5 separate regions of the Mus musculus genome follow, and regions 1, 2, 4 and 5 are each linked to region 3. Evidence: chromatin contacts called from public HiChIP or PLAC-seq data. All regions are on one chromosome and are shown on one strand. Each heading gives the region's core, a stretch centred on a gene start, on an enhancer-like site or on the middle of the called end of the contact. The rest is flanking DNA. Distances are from core to core; before and after follow the strand shown. Region 1 overlaps Snx29 (sorting nexin 29). Region 2 holds the start of 4833415N18Rik (RIKEN cDNA 4833415N18 gene). Region 3 holds the start of Cpped1 (calcineurin-like phosphoesterase domain containing 1). Region 4 overlaps Snx29 (sorting nexin 29). Region 5 overlaps Snx29 (sorting nexin 29).

What was found. HiChIP or PLAC-seq counts read pairs in DNA pulled down with a chosen protein or histone mark.
Region 1: a contact with region 3 is called in an H3K4me3 HiChIP or PLAC-seq map of bone marrow-derived macrophages, with 3 times the contacts expected there. The contact joins the enhancer-like site here to the promoter of Cpped1 in region 3. A contact is called at or near these places in 6 of 39 promoter capture datasets (the C10 cell line, frontonasal cranial neural crest, hematopoietic stem and progenitor cells and 2 more), 1 of 484 Hi-C or Micro-C datasets (reprogramming fibroblasts), 4 of 115 datasets of contacts at active chromatin or transcription factors (bone marrow-derived macrophages, embryonic stem cells, microglia and 1 more) and 2 of 9 other capture datasets (embryonic stem cells and liver).
Region 2: a FOXA1 HiChIP or PLAC-seq map of pancreatic cancer cells shows a contact between it and region 3. The contact joins the promoter of 4833415N18Rik here to the promoter of Cpped1 in region 3. A contact is called at or near these places in 4 of 39 promoter capture datasets (the HPC-7 cell line, epiblast stem cells, hippocampal neurons and 1 more), 1 of 484 Hi-C or Micro-C datasets (Sertoli cells) and 3 of 115 datasets of contacts at active chromatin or transcription factors (bone marrow-derived macrophages and pancreatic cancer cells).
Region 4: an H3K4me3 HiChIP or PLAC-seq map of bone marrow-derived macrophages shows a contact between it and region 3, with 3 times the contacts expected there. The contact joins the enhancer-like site here to the promoter of Cpped1 in region 3. A contact is called at or near these places in 6 of 39 promoter capture datasets (the C10 cell line, frontonasal cranial neural crest, hippocampal neurons and 3 more), 1 of 15 datasets of contacts at CTCF or cohesin (the NIH/3T3 cell line), 1 of 484 Hi-C or Micro-C datasets (the N1E-115 cell line), 8 of 115 datasets of contacts at active chromatin or transcription factors (the 230-238 cell line, the NIH/3T3 cell line, bone marrow-derived macrophages and 4 more) and 3 of 9 other capture datasets (adipose tissue, embryonic stem cells and pancreatic islet).
Region 5: a contact with region 3 is called in an H3K4me3 HiChIP or PLAC-seq map of bone marrow-derived macrophages, with 4 times the contacts expected there. The contact joins the enhancer-like site here to the promoter of Cpped1 in region 3. A contact is called at or near these places in 6 of 39 promoter capture datasets (the C10 cell line, the HPC-7 cell line, hippocampal neurons and 2 more), 1 of 15 datasets of contacts at CTCF or cohesin (the NIH/3T3 cell line), 7 of 484 Hi-C or Micro-C datasets (the C10 cell line, CD4 T cells, the N1E-115 cell line and 4 more), 9 of 115 datasets of contacts at active chromatin or transcription factors (the NIH/3T3 cell line, bone marrow-derived macrophages, embryonic forebrain and 4 more) and 4 of 9 other capture datasets (adipose tissue, embryonic stem cells, liver and 1 more).

The regions. Positions count from the first base shown.
Region 1 is chr16:11,675,526-11,678,237 of GRCm38.p6, reverse strand. All of the region lies in intron 18 of Snx29 (sorting nexin 29), which reads right to left. Among named protein-coding and RNA genes, the nearest start is that of Gm32100, 93 kb to the right of the region's middle. Within about 2 kb of position 1,422, at least 45 of the 459 cell types and tissues checked have an H3K27ac peak or open chromatin away from gene starts, as enhancers often do. A contact at or near this core is called in bone marrow-derived macrophages and microglia, where this site is marked.
Region 2 is chr16:11,778,217-11,780,996 of GRCm38.p6, reverse strand. It overlaps 4833415N18Rik (RIKEN cDNA 4833415N18 gene), which reads right to left and starts at 1,295. Exons shown (of 2, transcript NR_126430.1): 1 at 1,150-1,295; 2 at 1-349.
Region 3 is chr16:11,908,121-11,910,838 of GRCm38.p6, reverse strand. Cpped1 (calcineurin-like phosphoesterase domain containing 1) reads left to right here and starts at 1,416. Exons shown (of 4, transcript NM_146067.3): 1 at 1,416-1,573. The coding sequence starts at 1,504. The region is part of intron 2 of Gm9961 (predicted gene 9961); the gene reads right to left.
Region 4 is chr16:11,727,969-11,730,668 of GRCm38.p6, reverse strand. All of the region lies in intron 19 of Snx29 (sorting nexin 29), which reads right to left. Among named protein-coding and RNA genes, the nearest start is that of 4833415N18Rik, 50 kb to the left of the region's middle. Within about 2 kb of position 1,353, at least 41 of the 459 cell types and tissues checked have an H3K27ac peak or open chromatin away from gene starts, as enhancers often do. A contact at or near this core is called in the N1E-115 cell line and bone marrow-derived macrophages, where this site is marked.
Region 5 is chr16:11,708,198-11,710,897 of GRCm38.p6, reverse strand. All of the region lies in intron 18 of Snx29 (sorting nexin 29), which reads right to left. Among named protein-coding and RNA genes, the nearest start is that of 4833415N18Rik, 70 kb to the left of the region's middle. Within about 2 kb of position 1,292, at least 19 of the 459 cell types and tissues checked have an H3K27ac peak or open chromatin away from gene starts, as enhancers often do. A contact at or near this core is called in the N1E-115 cell line, bone marrow-derived macrophages and microglia, where this site is marked.

The sequences.
Region 1 (2,712 bases), core at 173-2,672, 230 kb after region 3:
TTCCAGAGCCGCAGATGTGCCTTCCAGAGCCGCAGATGTGCCTTCCAGAGCCGCAGATGTGCCTTCCAGAGCCGCAGATGTGCCTTCCAGAGCCGCAGATGTGCCTTCCAGAGCTGCAGATGTGCCTTCCAGAGCCGCAGATGTGCCTTCCAGAGCCGCAGATGTGCCTTCCAGAGCCCAGAGCCACAGATGTGCCTTCCAGAGCCACAGATGTGCCTTCCAGAGCCCAGAGCCACAGATGTGCCTTCCAGAGCCCAGAGCCACAGATGTGCCTTCCAGAGCCACAGATGTGCCTTCCAGAGCCGCAGATGTGCCTTCCAGAGCCGCAGATGTGCCTTCCAGAGCCGCAGATGTGCCTTCCAGAGCCACAGATGTGCCTTCCAGAGCCCAGAGCCACAGATGTGCCTTCCAGAGCCACAGATGTGCCTTCCAGAGCCCAGAGCCACAGATGTGCCTTCCAGAGCCCAGAGCCACAGATGTGCCTTCCAGAGCCACAGATGTGCCTTCCAGAGCCGCAGATGTGCCTTCCAGAGCCGCAGATGTGCCTTCCAGAGCCGCAGATGTGCCTTCCAGAGCCACAGATGTGCCTTCCAGAGCCGCAGATGTGCCTTCCGGAGCCCAGAGCCGCAGGGTCACTGCTATCATAATCATTACTCTGGTTTCTTGAGACAGATCTCACCATGTAGCTGGCCAGCCTGAAACTGCTGTGCAGCCCCACCGGCCTTGAACTTAGAGACTTCCTGCCTCAGTCTACTGAAGTACTGGGATAAGCGAGTGCCCCTACATCAGACTCACAGTTATAATGACCCTGCAAAATCAGTGGCACTGTTCCAATTATGTGCATGAAGAAAACAGGCACATTTAATATGTAAATGTGTTTGCTGCCAAGACTGAGGGTCCACACAGTGGAAGGAGGGAACTGACTGGAACTCCTCTGGCCTCCACATGCACACCAGGGTACATACTGCACACATGGGGATAAACGTGTGCAGTCATTTTAAGCATCAATAAATAAATTGCCCACTGTGACAGGGTTGGGGGGGGTGTCTCTCTTCTCCAGAACTCTGACTTTCTAAAATATCACACAGCAGCCCGGTCCCCAAGCCACAAATTTATCTATAGGGAAGAAAGGAGGGAAAAAACCAGACTGGGCATGAAAGTCGTTATGGCTCCCAGAAATGTTCATGACAGTAAGAATGCAGAATAAAATGCACAAGGAAGGAATTGTGCCCCCATCACCCAGCTGTGCTACACACACTGGCAGTGGTGACCTGGACATGAGGTGCAGCATGGTGAGCCAATTTCTATGTTAAGAAGGGTGCACATTTTCACAGGTGAGGGAGACCATCTCAGGAGGAGAATGTAGAAAAGGCCTGCAGGCTCTCACTGCAGTGCTGTCTTTGTAGGGAACTGAGTTCTTTCTGGTCCTCTAACTTCCCAATTTCTGTATGACAACCACACACTAATTTTGACAGTTTTAACTTTTGTCTGTCTTTTCTTCTTTTTGAGAAATTGTCTGCTGCCAGCAAGGGCTGCACCCTACCTGACTTCCACGCTGGGAACAGGCACTGCTGGGGGCTGATTAAGGCTAATCCAAGACTTTCAAATGTCCAAATGGTCTCTGTTGATTTTTTTTTTGAAGTGACTAATTTCCTTTTCTATTAAACTTATTTGCAGCTTAAAACCTTGTTTTGATTATGTGTTTGGTGTAGAGGCAAGGCTGCATTTGCAAGATGGTGCTGAGGAAGGGAGGGGGTTAGACTTGTGTGAGAAAGGGAAAGAAACCTGAATATTCAACAGTGCATATTAAACTCAATTCCCTCCTCCACTGCCATTCACAGCCCCTCCCACGTGCATGCCTGTACTTCACCTGGTAGGGAGCAGCTGCAGGGGCTACACTGTGGCTAACTACTGGACTGGAGCGACACAATATCATAGGCCTGATTTTCCTGAGCCACTGCTATGAGAATCAATGGGCTCCTTCCAGGCCATTAAGCCGCTTTCAGGAGGACACGTGTCCATGTGTCAGCAGAGTCACTTGATGCTGCATCAGCAAGCCCTTAGGACCTCTTCCCTTTTCTTCATTGTGGTTGGTTCTGCTTTTCATGACTGTGAGCATAGATTGGTACTTGTATTTCCCTTCATTATGGAGCACAACAAGTATGACCAAAGCTTTGCCAAGATCACATTTCCTGCTTAATTAAACACCATGATCAACTGAGCAGAGATTCACATAGTGAATCTTGCAGTAAAGGTATTCTCACCTTTCATTAAATGATTAATTAAATTGATTGAATTAGTTAATTGATTTAGGGACAAAGTCTCACTTTTTAGGCCATGTGGTTCTGAAACTTACTATGTAGTTCAGATTAGCCTAGAACTCATGGCAATCCTCCTGTGTCAGTGTCAGCCTTAGTGCTGGGAATACAGCTACCATTCTGAGCTGCTTAGTATCTTGCTTCCTTTATTATTCTTTTTGATTAAAAAAAGGTAACTAGTTTGAGGATAAAGTAAGAAAATAAAGTTGAGTATCCTCAAACTAGTTACTTTTTTTTTAAACAAAAAATAGAACAGATAGGAATCAAAATATTTCCTCTGATTAGTGAAATATTTTGGTTCCTATCTGTTGTAAACTTAAATATCATACTGCTTTTTTAAAAGCCTGTTTAGCTTCTAACATTTAAAAGGAGGCGGTTTTAACATTCAAATCCA
Region 2 (2,780 bases), core at 46-2,545, 130 kb after region 3:
TCTTAGAGACAGTATTGTCTGGGACCAAGGACGACCACTGCTCAGTGCTCTGAAGACAAATTAAAGAGAACAGAAGAGAAGCCGAGGTGAGACACTGGAAAGTGAGACTGTTGGTTTACTTCCTGTGTCCTGAGAGGCTCACGCGGTGGGCACATTGCTCATAGTCGATCGTATGATGCCCCTGCATCCTATGTCAAATTTCCTCCGCCCTAAAGGTTGCAATGAAAGAGTCTGTTAGTCTGTTTGTGTCTTGAGGATCCAGCTGATTTTCTTCCTTCCTCATCAGTCTTGAGCCTCTTCCATAGCCCTGTGGGTGGCCCTCATCCTCCTGGGAGTCTCATCTCCTCATCTATAAAACATGAACAGAAATAACGACTGCATGGGTTTATGAAACAAGTTAAATAAGATATAGTTCTGCAAGTATAGAAAAACTATTATTATGTATCACCTCTCTTTTGGTAGAAAATAAATTACTTAATAGCAAAGACTATGTGTGTGTGTGTGTCTGTGTCTCTGTGTGTGTGTCTGTGTGTGTGTGTCTGTGTGTGTGTGCGTGTGTGTGTATGTGTGTGTGATTGTGTGTGTGTGTATGTGTGTGTGTGCATCTGTGTGTGTATCTGTGTGTGTGTGTAAATCCCAGGCCATTGCAAGAGTGTCAGAGGAATGAGTGGTGGATACTTGATGAGTTCCTGCCATGGATGAACTTGTATGTAGTACTTCAGGCTCCTAGAGATAGTTAGATATTGTGTGTGTGTGTGTGTGTGTGTGTGTGTGTGTGTGTGTGTGTGCGCGCACATGCACGCATGTGAGGATGCAGAACACATATGATACAACATGCTTGTAGTGCAACTTCAGATGTGGTCTCTTGCCTTTAACCTTGTTGGAGGCAAAGTGTCCTTTTGTTGTTAGCTCTCTTATTCCAAACTAGTTCACCCATGAGCTTCCGAAATCTTCCTGTCTCCTCTTCCCATCTTACTTTAGGAAAATCAAAGATTCAGATTTGCATTGCTGTGTTTGGCTTTTACATAGATTCTGGTGATTCAAATGCAGGTCCTTTCTATTACAGTGTCTTAGGATTTTACTAATATGAACAGACACCATGACTAAAGCAACTCTTATAAGGATAACGTTTAATTGGGGCCGGCTTACAGGTTCAGAGGTTCAGTCCATTATCATCAAGGCAGGAGCATGGCAGTATCCAGGCAGGCATGGTGTAGGAGGAGCTGAGAGTTCTACATCTTCATCTGAAGTCTGCTAGAAGAAGACTGGCTCATGGGCAGCTAGGAGGAGGCTCTCAAAGCCCATCCCACAGACACACGCTTCCTCCAACCAGGCCATACTTCCTAATAGTGCCACTCCCTGGGACAAGCATATTCAAACCATCACACACAGCAAGCAATTTATCCCCTGGGCTGTCTCCTCTGCCCAGATATTACTATCAACTCCTTCTTGCCTGTGAGGAAACCAAGGCTTAGAGGAGGTGTGTGTCCCTCGGAGCCACACAGCTTGCAGTAGCAGCAGGTTTGCAGTTTGCTGTTTCTGCCCTGTGAGCTTCCCCAGCGGCTTTCCCAAGCTTCAGGGCCCCATAACTGCTCTGAATCTGGAAGGCATTGGCAGAGCAGATGGGCTGCCAGGGAGCAGCAGGCTGAGCCTCCTGCCTGCCCTACATCTGCTCCCTGGAAGTCCCTGGAGCTGGAGCTGATGTGGAAACCAGGGACAGGACAGGAACTCTACCTGCCACCTGCTTGGCATGCAAGCCTTTCTTTACAGCAAGGGTTGGTGACAGGAGCCTCCCACGGACGTGCAGATTCCTCTTGCTCACCCAGTTTAATCAGGTGGAGATGCCAAGCCGCAGCATGATCACCTACAGATGCCACATGGGCAGACGCCACCCGTCACCTGCGTATGCCTCAGCCTCTGCTCCCCACTCCACCCAAGGTTCTGGGGCATTGCTTTGCTTGCTGCTGCTTTTATTTTAATTAAAGCAAATGAGTCATCCATGTGGCCAAATGCTCAAACAGCAGCAGAAGATATAGACAGATATAGATGCAGATATAGCCTCAAAGCTCCTTTTGCAATACAGTCCTCCAAGGCCACCTCCCTGAGAGCCGTCACCGCTTCAGTCTCTTAGCCTTCCAGAAAAACTTCATGCATACCCAAATCTAAGAATCTATTTTAAAAGCACAGGCACACACATTTTCCTCTAGTTAATGTGCCATGCTGGGACCTTCTCAGTGTCCCTTGGTGGAGAGAATGCTTCCTGTGCTGCCCCAGGACTGTGTGACGTCGTTTTGTTATTGCCTGGAATGGGTGATGGCCCCACCCAGTGCCTTGGTGAGCACTTCACATAACCTGGATTTGCTTCGGATGCAGGGAGCTTCATAGAAAGCCAGCTCCTGGTGGCAGAATTGTTGGGTCAAATGTTACCTTTACTTTTAATTTCAATAAATGTCAGCAACTTACCACTGGAAATTGTGTAGATTGCCAGGGCAAGTTTCTTCCTGCTCAGTTTCCCGGTGTGGGGTATCCAGCTGTCTTTGAGAGTCTGAACATTCCTTTAGCTCCTGCAGTGTGCCCTCCTCCAGGCACAGCCCCGCCCATGAGTTATAAGTCAGAATCATGAGGCTGGCTGCCAAAAGTGTTTTTAGAAAAAAAATCATGTGGATAATATGAATAATGCACGCTCACATAAGTGATTGAAACAAGTGCCCAAAAATAAAGAGAAGGTTTGACGACGCTAAATTTGTGATAAATGTGGGATGCACAGGCAAAACCATGGT
Region 3 (2,718 bases), core at 167-2,666:
CCACCCTTTACCCTGAACACTCCAGCCCAGAGGCTGGGCTGCCCTTCCCCCCCCCCCCAGGGGCTCTTCCCTATATAGTCCAGACATTTTGTTACCCAGCCTTTTTGTACCTTTGGCCTCCTGGCTGCTGCACCTGGTTCTTTTCTTCCCTCCTTCTCCTTACCCCTTCCCCTTGCCCAGTATTAGATTTTCACAGATGTCTCAGCTTTTGGCTACACTCTCCCACAGATAAGCTTTCTCCTCCACCACACCTAGGGGGAATTCATATCCTTTCCCTTCCTTTTTATTTCTTTTTCTTTCGTTCACAACTAGCTGGGGACAACTTCCAACATGAGCCTACGGGAGACATCTTATGTGCAAATTACAACATCATCTAACTTTCTCACCAACCCAATAACCCTAGGTATTGTTATTGTTCTCATTTGACAGGTAGGAAAACTGAGGTGCAGAGCAACTAATTTTTAAGATCATACCTAAAGTAAGTGGTAGTATTAGGATAAACCCAAGTAGCTGAGACACAAGCTCATTTGTATTTCTGTCCTAAATTGCTAGGACTTATATCTGACTCTAGTTCAAGGTCATGGGACATCATCCTAGCTCTGTTAACCATACGAACATTTCAGGCTTACACTTGTTGAGAAGAAAATTTAGCAACTTGGCAGATCCTAGGAATTCCCCTGTAGTGCTTAATAAATGTATCCTCTTTTTGGAGATCTGAATTTAACATTTTCCACCTCGAAATCTGGATTGCTACCAAGTGTGAGGGTTGTAGTCCAGTGTAACGGCTTTTGAGTTGGATAGATTTTGTCTTGCTCACCTGCAGCTCTTAGCTTTCAGGAGTTGTGTCTCTCTCTGAGTGTCAGTTTCCCCATCTGACAAGTGCAGTCAATGAGGTAACAAGCAAAACACAAAGTACTTCGGGCAATGCCTGTTACCCAGCAACAACAGTGACAGAATGACAGTGGCAATGTCCAGGCAGTCAAGATGCCTTAAAGACTCTTGAGATTATGGTGGGCAGTTTGGAAGGGTTGCAACATAAAACTTAGGACATCAAATTGAAATGGAATTTCAGATAAACAATATTTTAAAAATAACTGCTTAAGTATCTCCCAAATACTGCATGAGATATATTTAAGCTAAACGTGGGTTTTGTTGGGTTTTTTTGTTTGTTTGTTTTTGTTTTGTTTTTTCCTATTCTTGTTAACCTGAAATCCCAAATTATGAAGCGGCCCGATGCGTGTTACATAAGACAACTCCAGGCCTCAAAGCCTCAACCCCCAGTCTGTTCCAGTGAAAGTTGGATCCTGACCCCGGGAGGATCCCACTAGGGGTGGCAATCTCCGTGTTCTGCCCAGGCAGTACTAGCAGCACCCAGAGCGGCCCCGCCCCGCCCGGCCCTCCTGGAGGGCAGGTTCCAGAAGCTGTTCCAGGCGGGGCTGCCGGGTGGTGTGGAGTCGCTCCCTCCTCTCACAGAACGTGCCCAGGCAAGGCCAGTCGCTCGCCATGTCCGCTATGGAGGCGGCGGATGTTTTCCACAGAGCCCGGGGCAGGACCCTGGACGCGTTTTCCTCAGGTACTGCTTGGCTCTTCGCCTGGGAAGGGGGGCACTCCAGAGCTGCAGAACCTTCCGCGAGGGGAACCTTCCGGTCGCGGGCGCTCACTTCTATCCGGATCCCTTCGTGGGTTGCACACAGCACCGGGGACCGTTGTCGGAGTTGTTCCTCCCTCGCAGTGTTGGGTGCTTCGCTGGCCTTGACTTGACCTTGCAAACCACAAACTTAAAAAATAAAGCAAACAAACTAAACAGAAGCGGGGCGGAGGTGGCAGAGAAGTGAATGACTGCTTGGGCTCTGCTACGGGGCCTGTCTTCTCTCTTCCTTGGCAAGCTTCTGCGGGGCAGCTGACAAGCGCTGTGTGTGTCAGGGGCTGTCAATTGTAGTGAGAGTGTTTTTATATCCAGTTGCTTACTGTAACCGTAGAAAGGGAAGGCATTCTGGTCCAGGTAGCGTTCTTGGAAGTTGGGCTTAGATAATCTGACCCAGTCTTGCCTCAAAGGGAGCGTTGTTAACACATCAGACTATTTCTGTAACCTTGGGTGTGGAACACATGCTGGGTGTTAAGCAAATGATAGGCCCCAGCAACTCAGAGGATACCGGATTGGTTCCTGTTTCCCTGTGTTTCCTTTGGATCTTTGGGGTTGATTCTTCTCTGGCACTTGGCTTAGAATCACAGGAACGCTCGCCTTGTTATCCAGCCTCTAATTTGCCTGAACTGCTCTGAAAAAAGAATCAGGCCCGTTCCAAACCCGGAGGGCCTTGGCACCTGCTCTCCTCTGCTCACCTGGTGGGACTTGGAAGTCTGGCACCTTCTCAGCCTTCACATCCTATTTTCAGGTTCATTTCCTCAGACTTACCTCTGCCTAGCTAGCCAAAGAAGATCAATCCTACAGTTCTCTGCTAGGCCTTTGTTTCTTTTCCCCTCCTTGCAGTTCAAGGTTCTGCACAGGTGCGCACAGCCAAAAATCCACTGATGGTGGACTGGGGAAAGTCCAGTCTGCAGTGTTGCCATTTTCTACAGATTTTAATGTGTCTTAGGTTTTTGTTTGTTTGTTTTCCCAGCCTACATGTTTTTGAGATGCCTCCTATTCTAAGTAGTTCTCCTTCCTTCCTTCCTTCTGAACAGTATCCCATTGATTGCGCATTCGTGCTGTATGTTTTG
Region 4 (2,700 bases), core at 104-2,603, 180 kb after region 3:
GGTCCTCTAATCCTCCCCAAAGAGAGATCAGGGTTCTACTCCAGACCTAGAGCCTGCCACTCCGTATCCTGGAATACAGCTTCTCACATCACAGACACGGAGACTGGTGAGCAGGCAGAGAGCACCCTAGTTAGGTTCTGATAGATGAGCCCTGGCAAATGCTGCTTGGGATAGAAAGAAATGGAAGATCTGAGATAATGCCATAACCCCCAACATCATCTTCATACACCGTTTGAGGGGAAAGCCAGAGGCTCAGTGTCTGGAAAGATGCTCTACCCTGGACCCACTCCTTTTCTCAGATTCAGAGATGACAGATTGTAGCCCTGGGGCTGGGCAGCACAGGGACAGAACAGTCAGGAAAGAGTTTGGACATGCAAAGCAGTACTCCAAAAGAATCAGTGGTATGTGTTAACCATGAAAATCAACCAGACAGACAGAATGGAAAGCATGACTGTTCCAGGACGGGAACTAGGAACCCAACTGCATGGGAGTGTAGGACACTACTCAACAGGCGACCCGTCATCTCAACTCACCCTTACAGCAGCTTTATGAAGGCACGAGCTTCCCATACTGCACAGGAAGACACTGAGACTCTGGGGGATCAAGTGTCTCCTCCAAGTTACACAGCTGAGATTAATAGTGAAGGCCATGTGTCTGACTTCAACAGCTGCCTGCCTTGAACCAATGTACTGACACCAGAGATCTACAGCTCTGACAAGAACAGAAATAAACCAACTGGCCCCATGGTTCATGCAGAGTGAATCACACGCCCCAGTTCAAACACTATCACCTTGTCTGGAGGAAGGAGAGTCACAGAGGTTCTGGAAGCTTGTTCTGCCCTGGGGTAATTTGGATATGGTGATCTGTCTGCCCCAGGCAGAAACCAGTGTGCAATATCTCTTGTATCTTCCCACTCCCCTTCAGAAATTGTCACATGCTAAACCCTTGGGGGACAACAATGGAGCCACAGGAAAACATGATTAAAGGCCCTGCTTTGGTTGCTGAGGACCATGGTGGATATCCTTAAACTTGCTTTCTCTTAAGTACTTGAGAGTCCCCTGTTTTTACTGAACTTAGAGAGTCCAAGACACCTCTTCAAGATAAGAGGAGACCTAGATAAATAAAAGCAGGCATGGCAGCTCTTGGATCCTGTTGAGAGTTTCTGCATCACTCCATGTGCCATGATGATGGTTTGAATAAGAATGCCCCCCCTAGACCATGTGCCATGATGAGGGTTTGAATAAGAATGCCCCCTAGATCCATTGGTACAAATGCTTAGGGAGTGGCACTCTTTGAAAGGATTAGTTGTGGCCTAGTTAGAGGAAGTGTGTCACTGGGGGTCGGTTTGAGGTTTTAGAAGCCCAAGTTAGGCCTCTTCCTGCTGCCCGTGGAAATGGATGTAAGACTCTCAGCTCCTTCTCCAGCACCTTCTCGGCCTGCGTGCCGACATGTTTCCTGCAGTGCTGATAAAGGACTAAACCTCTGGAACTGTAAGCCAGCTCCAATTAAATGCTTTTCTTTATACGAGCTGCTGTGGTCACTGTGTCTCTTCACAGCAATAGAACACTGACTCACACACACACACCCACACCCACACACACACACACATTTATTTAGTTATTTAATAGTAGTCACTTTCTTATCGCAAAATCAGGGCTCTGACTCAGGTCCTCGCATGCTGTGCAAACCCTCTACCACCAAGCTCCAGCCCCAGACCCAAGAGCCTCCAGTTCAACAGATAACTTTTCAGTCTAATTCCTGCAGGCCCTACACTCACTCTTCCCCACCATGACGTTGCTGAAGCAACATTATGATCCCTTAAACAGCTTTCACTTCCTGTGTTCAGCCCACACTGTTAGAAGAAGGCATACCTGCTCTTGGAATGGGCTGGGCACACATGTCAGGCCCAGATGTTGGAGCATCCATGATCTGCTCATGGTGACCACCCCAGTTATGGGTTCATGTGTCATAGAAATATTTAACACCAATCTGGGGTTTTTAGCCCACCTTTAACCATTTAGTGACCCTGAGGTCTGGGGTGGGGACACAGTCAGGGTACTGCATGGCCATAGTAGAGCCCATCAGAGCAATGATTTTTAAGTCATGGAACATCTATGCAGGAACAAACAGAAAGCCCTTCCTATTGAACATATTCCCTGGAGCTATGACAGCACTTACAAGGGCCTTTGTGTTGATTCATTAATCGCAAGGTCTACTGGCTGGTCTCATGTTCACAGCAACTGCAAACTCATAAACTTAAGGATACAAGACAGTAGCTGAAGCTGCTCTGGGATCTGGCAAATGCCTGTGACTTACAGTGATGAACGAGTCCCAGGAGCCACAACTGTTGTCAGGTGTCACCACACAAGTCCTTGGGTAAAGTTCACTGTATCCAGAGAGTAACTGCTTTGATTGGAATGCAAGATATCCCTCACAGGCCCTTGTATCAGGCCCGTGGCTCCCAGCTGTTTGGGGATGCTGTAGAAGCTTTCAGAGGTGGGATCCAGCTGGAGGAAGTAGGTTAGTGGGTCAGGTCTTTGGGATTACAGGTTACTTACCCTGCTTATTGCATGTCTGCTCTGTAGTCTGCTATGATGGGCAAGCCTCCTTCACACACCTTCCTACCATAAGTTCTGTCCAAAAACGTGGAACCAAGAACACATGGGCTGAGGCTCATTGACTCAGGTGCCCTGATGAACA
Region 5 (2,700 bases), core at 43-2,542, 200 kb after region 3:
CTTTCAGTGAACAACTGGTCATACACACAGTGGATGAGGGCAGGATAGGCAGGGAAAGAGATTTAAGATCTGCAAGCTCATTTTGGCAGGTAGAAGTTCCAGGTCAAATGCCTGCCAAGCACAACACAGGACTCATTAGCCCAAAGTATGAGGGACATCAGGCAGGTTGGCAGAGACACGGAGCACAAAGCTATACACAGGAAAGGCCTGGGCCATCCTAGCTGCTCCCCAGTATACTTACTTTAACACAAAGCATGGTCCCTCGCCCTGAAACTCAGTTCCTTCCCCTGCAGAATGGGGTGGAGCCTGGCCTCACTGGGTGATCCTGAGATGCCATGCCTAACAGGCACAGTGAGCAATGGCAGCTGCAGATATGGCAAGCCCTGTCACCTCCGTCATCCACTGCCTTTGTGTACATGAACTTCCCTATTACAGAATTAGGGGTAATTATAGGATGTGCAATCACGAAATTAAAGCAGGTAATTACCATGCCTAATTAATTGTCAAATGCTAGGCATACAAGAGAATACAAACAGAAAGCGTTGCTGTGGATAGGGCAATACTAGGTGCCCTCTGCTTGCAGAAAGCTCATTGGTAACACCAGAGGTCAGAACCTGACCCCCCTGGGTGGGTTTGCAAGCACTAAAATAAACCCAGGATGCACACTGGGCTCTGACTCAGCCTGAGCGGGGTACCCTCTGTGCTGGCTGCAGGCCAACAAGGCATTTATACAACCCTGTCACCAACACACCCAGACTCCCAAACCAGAGAGCTATTTCAGGAAGGGGACCTCTTAGGGATAACTTAATGGCTGCTGTAAACCCTGACAAGGAATAGACTATAGAGTCTGGCCCACATGCAACAAGAATTCACAAATATAAACAGTGGGTTTGCAAGCAAACCACCATGCTGCCTCTGCTTGCTAGCAGCCACTAAACACCTCCCTTGTTACTCAGCTTCTGCCCCACATGAAGTCCTGACCCCAGAAGCAAATGTTAGCCCTGTACGGTGTTGTTCTTTCCTCTCCTTGGTTCTGGGGATTTAGCTTGGGGCCTCAGCCATGCTAAGCAAGTGGCAACCAATGTGGCACACCCCAGCCATTACTTTCATTTCTTATTTTCAGAGATCTCATTCTGTAGTTCAGGCTGGCCTTGAACTTGTGATTTTCCTGCCTCAGCTCCTCCTCACCCCCACCCCCAAGTATATGGGATGACAGGTCTACACTACCAAGCCCAGAGCACGAAAAACAGGTCCAGAGAAACATAGGTCTTGTTTCTCTTAGAAAATGCAAGTCTGACTCTCACTTCCTGGAACTCGTGGACAATGGCATATGGCTCCAGACATATTGCATAAGAAGTTCTCTAAAGCTCAGTGATTTTCTTTGTTTTAAAGTGAAGCCAAGGAACAAACAAGTAAGACTTGTAAGCACCATTACATGATACAAAGGGCAGAGGAGACCAAGCTCAGAGCTCCTGATGTAGGAACGGCCGGGAGCCACACCATATTCATGCAGAGGAAAGCAGAGACAGCTGACACTGATGTGAGGGCTCTCACATGCAAAACAATCAGATGGCATTAGACACTCTTCAAAACGGCTTGAGGTTCCTAATACATTTTATTTCCTTAATAGGCAATGAGTAAGATGATTTGTGTTTTGGTTCACAGCCTATGTTAATGTATCCTCGCTCAACTTTCCTTTTAATGAAATGGCTTCATGTGTTATTAACTGTAATGTCCTTGGTGCTAGAACAAAATGCCCAAATTACCATAGGACCACACTGATGGAGTGATATTATCACCGTCAAATGCTGCAGAAGATAAACAACTTAGCTCAGGACAAATGACTTTCCAGTTCACTGGGTTATGTAAGCGAGAGAGACAAGAAGAGGAAGAGATGGAGACATGTTAGTTATTTACTGAGGACTGCCAGCACCATCCCACAGGTCTGTGACAGAGGTACAGAGGAGGCCTGGGAAGTAGAAGGGGCCAGCACAGTCTCTCAGAGGGAGAAGTGCAGTGCCCAGTTCTACACACTATACTCTAAATAGACACTCAGCACCATCTGAATGTCACATCAGAATGTCTTGGCCAATGGTTCCCAAAGAGTGGTCTTCCTGCTGGCTTGTTGGCTCACCTTTGGAGGGGACCAGATTTGAAAACACTGTGTTTCAGTCATGTGCCCTCCCTACCTTTTAGACCCGATTCACATCAGGTCTCTTTCCCTGGTAGCAATCAGGTATTACTAGCTCAGAGACAGCCAAATGGCTATTTCTATCCCCCTTATAGATAGGCACTAGGGATCCAGAAAGAATTAAGCCAGACTTCACCCCTGGCCTCAGAAAATTAGTTGGCCTGCCCAAAAAGGTGCAAAGAACCCTGATGAATTCAACTGGGAAAGAACTGGAGGGGAGGGACATGGTGTCTCCAGCTAGGTGAGGAATATGAATGCAGGAAATCAGCTGAGGGGTGTTTGGCTTAGAACAAAGGTCTAGGGGTAGTGTTGAATGTCTGTGTTGAGGCATGGTGACTTGAGCTCAAGGCCAATGGTTGACTGCACAGGGGAAAAACAAAAGGCTGAAGAGATGACTCAGTCAGTAAAGTACTTGCTTCTTAAGTAAACAGACCTTAACTCAAGCCCAGAACCCATGTAGAAGGGCAAGGCGTCACTGTCAGCGACAAGTGCCATCTTACAGATGTACA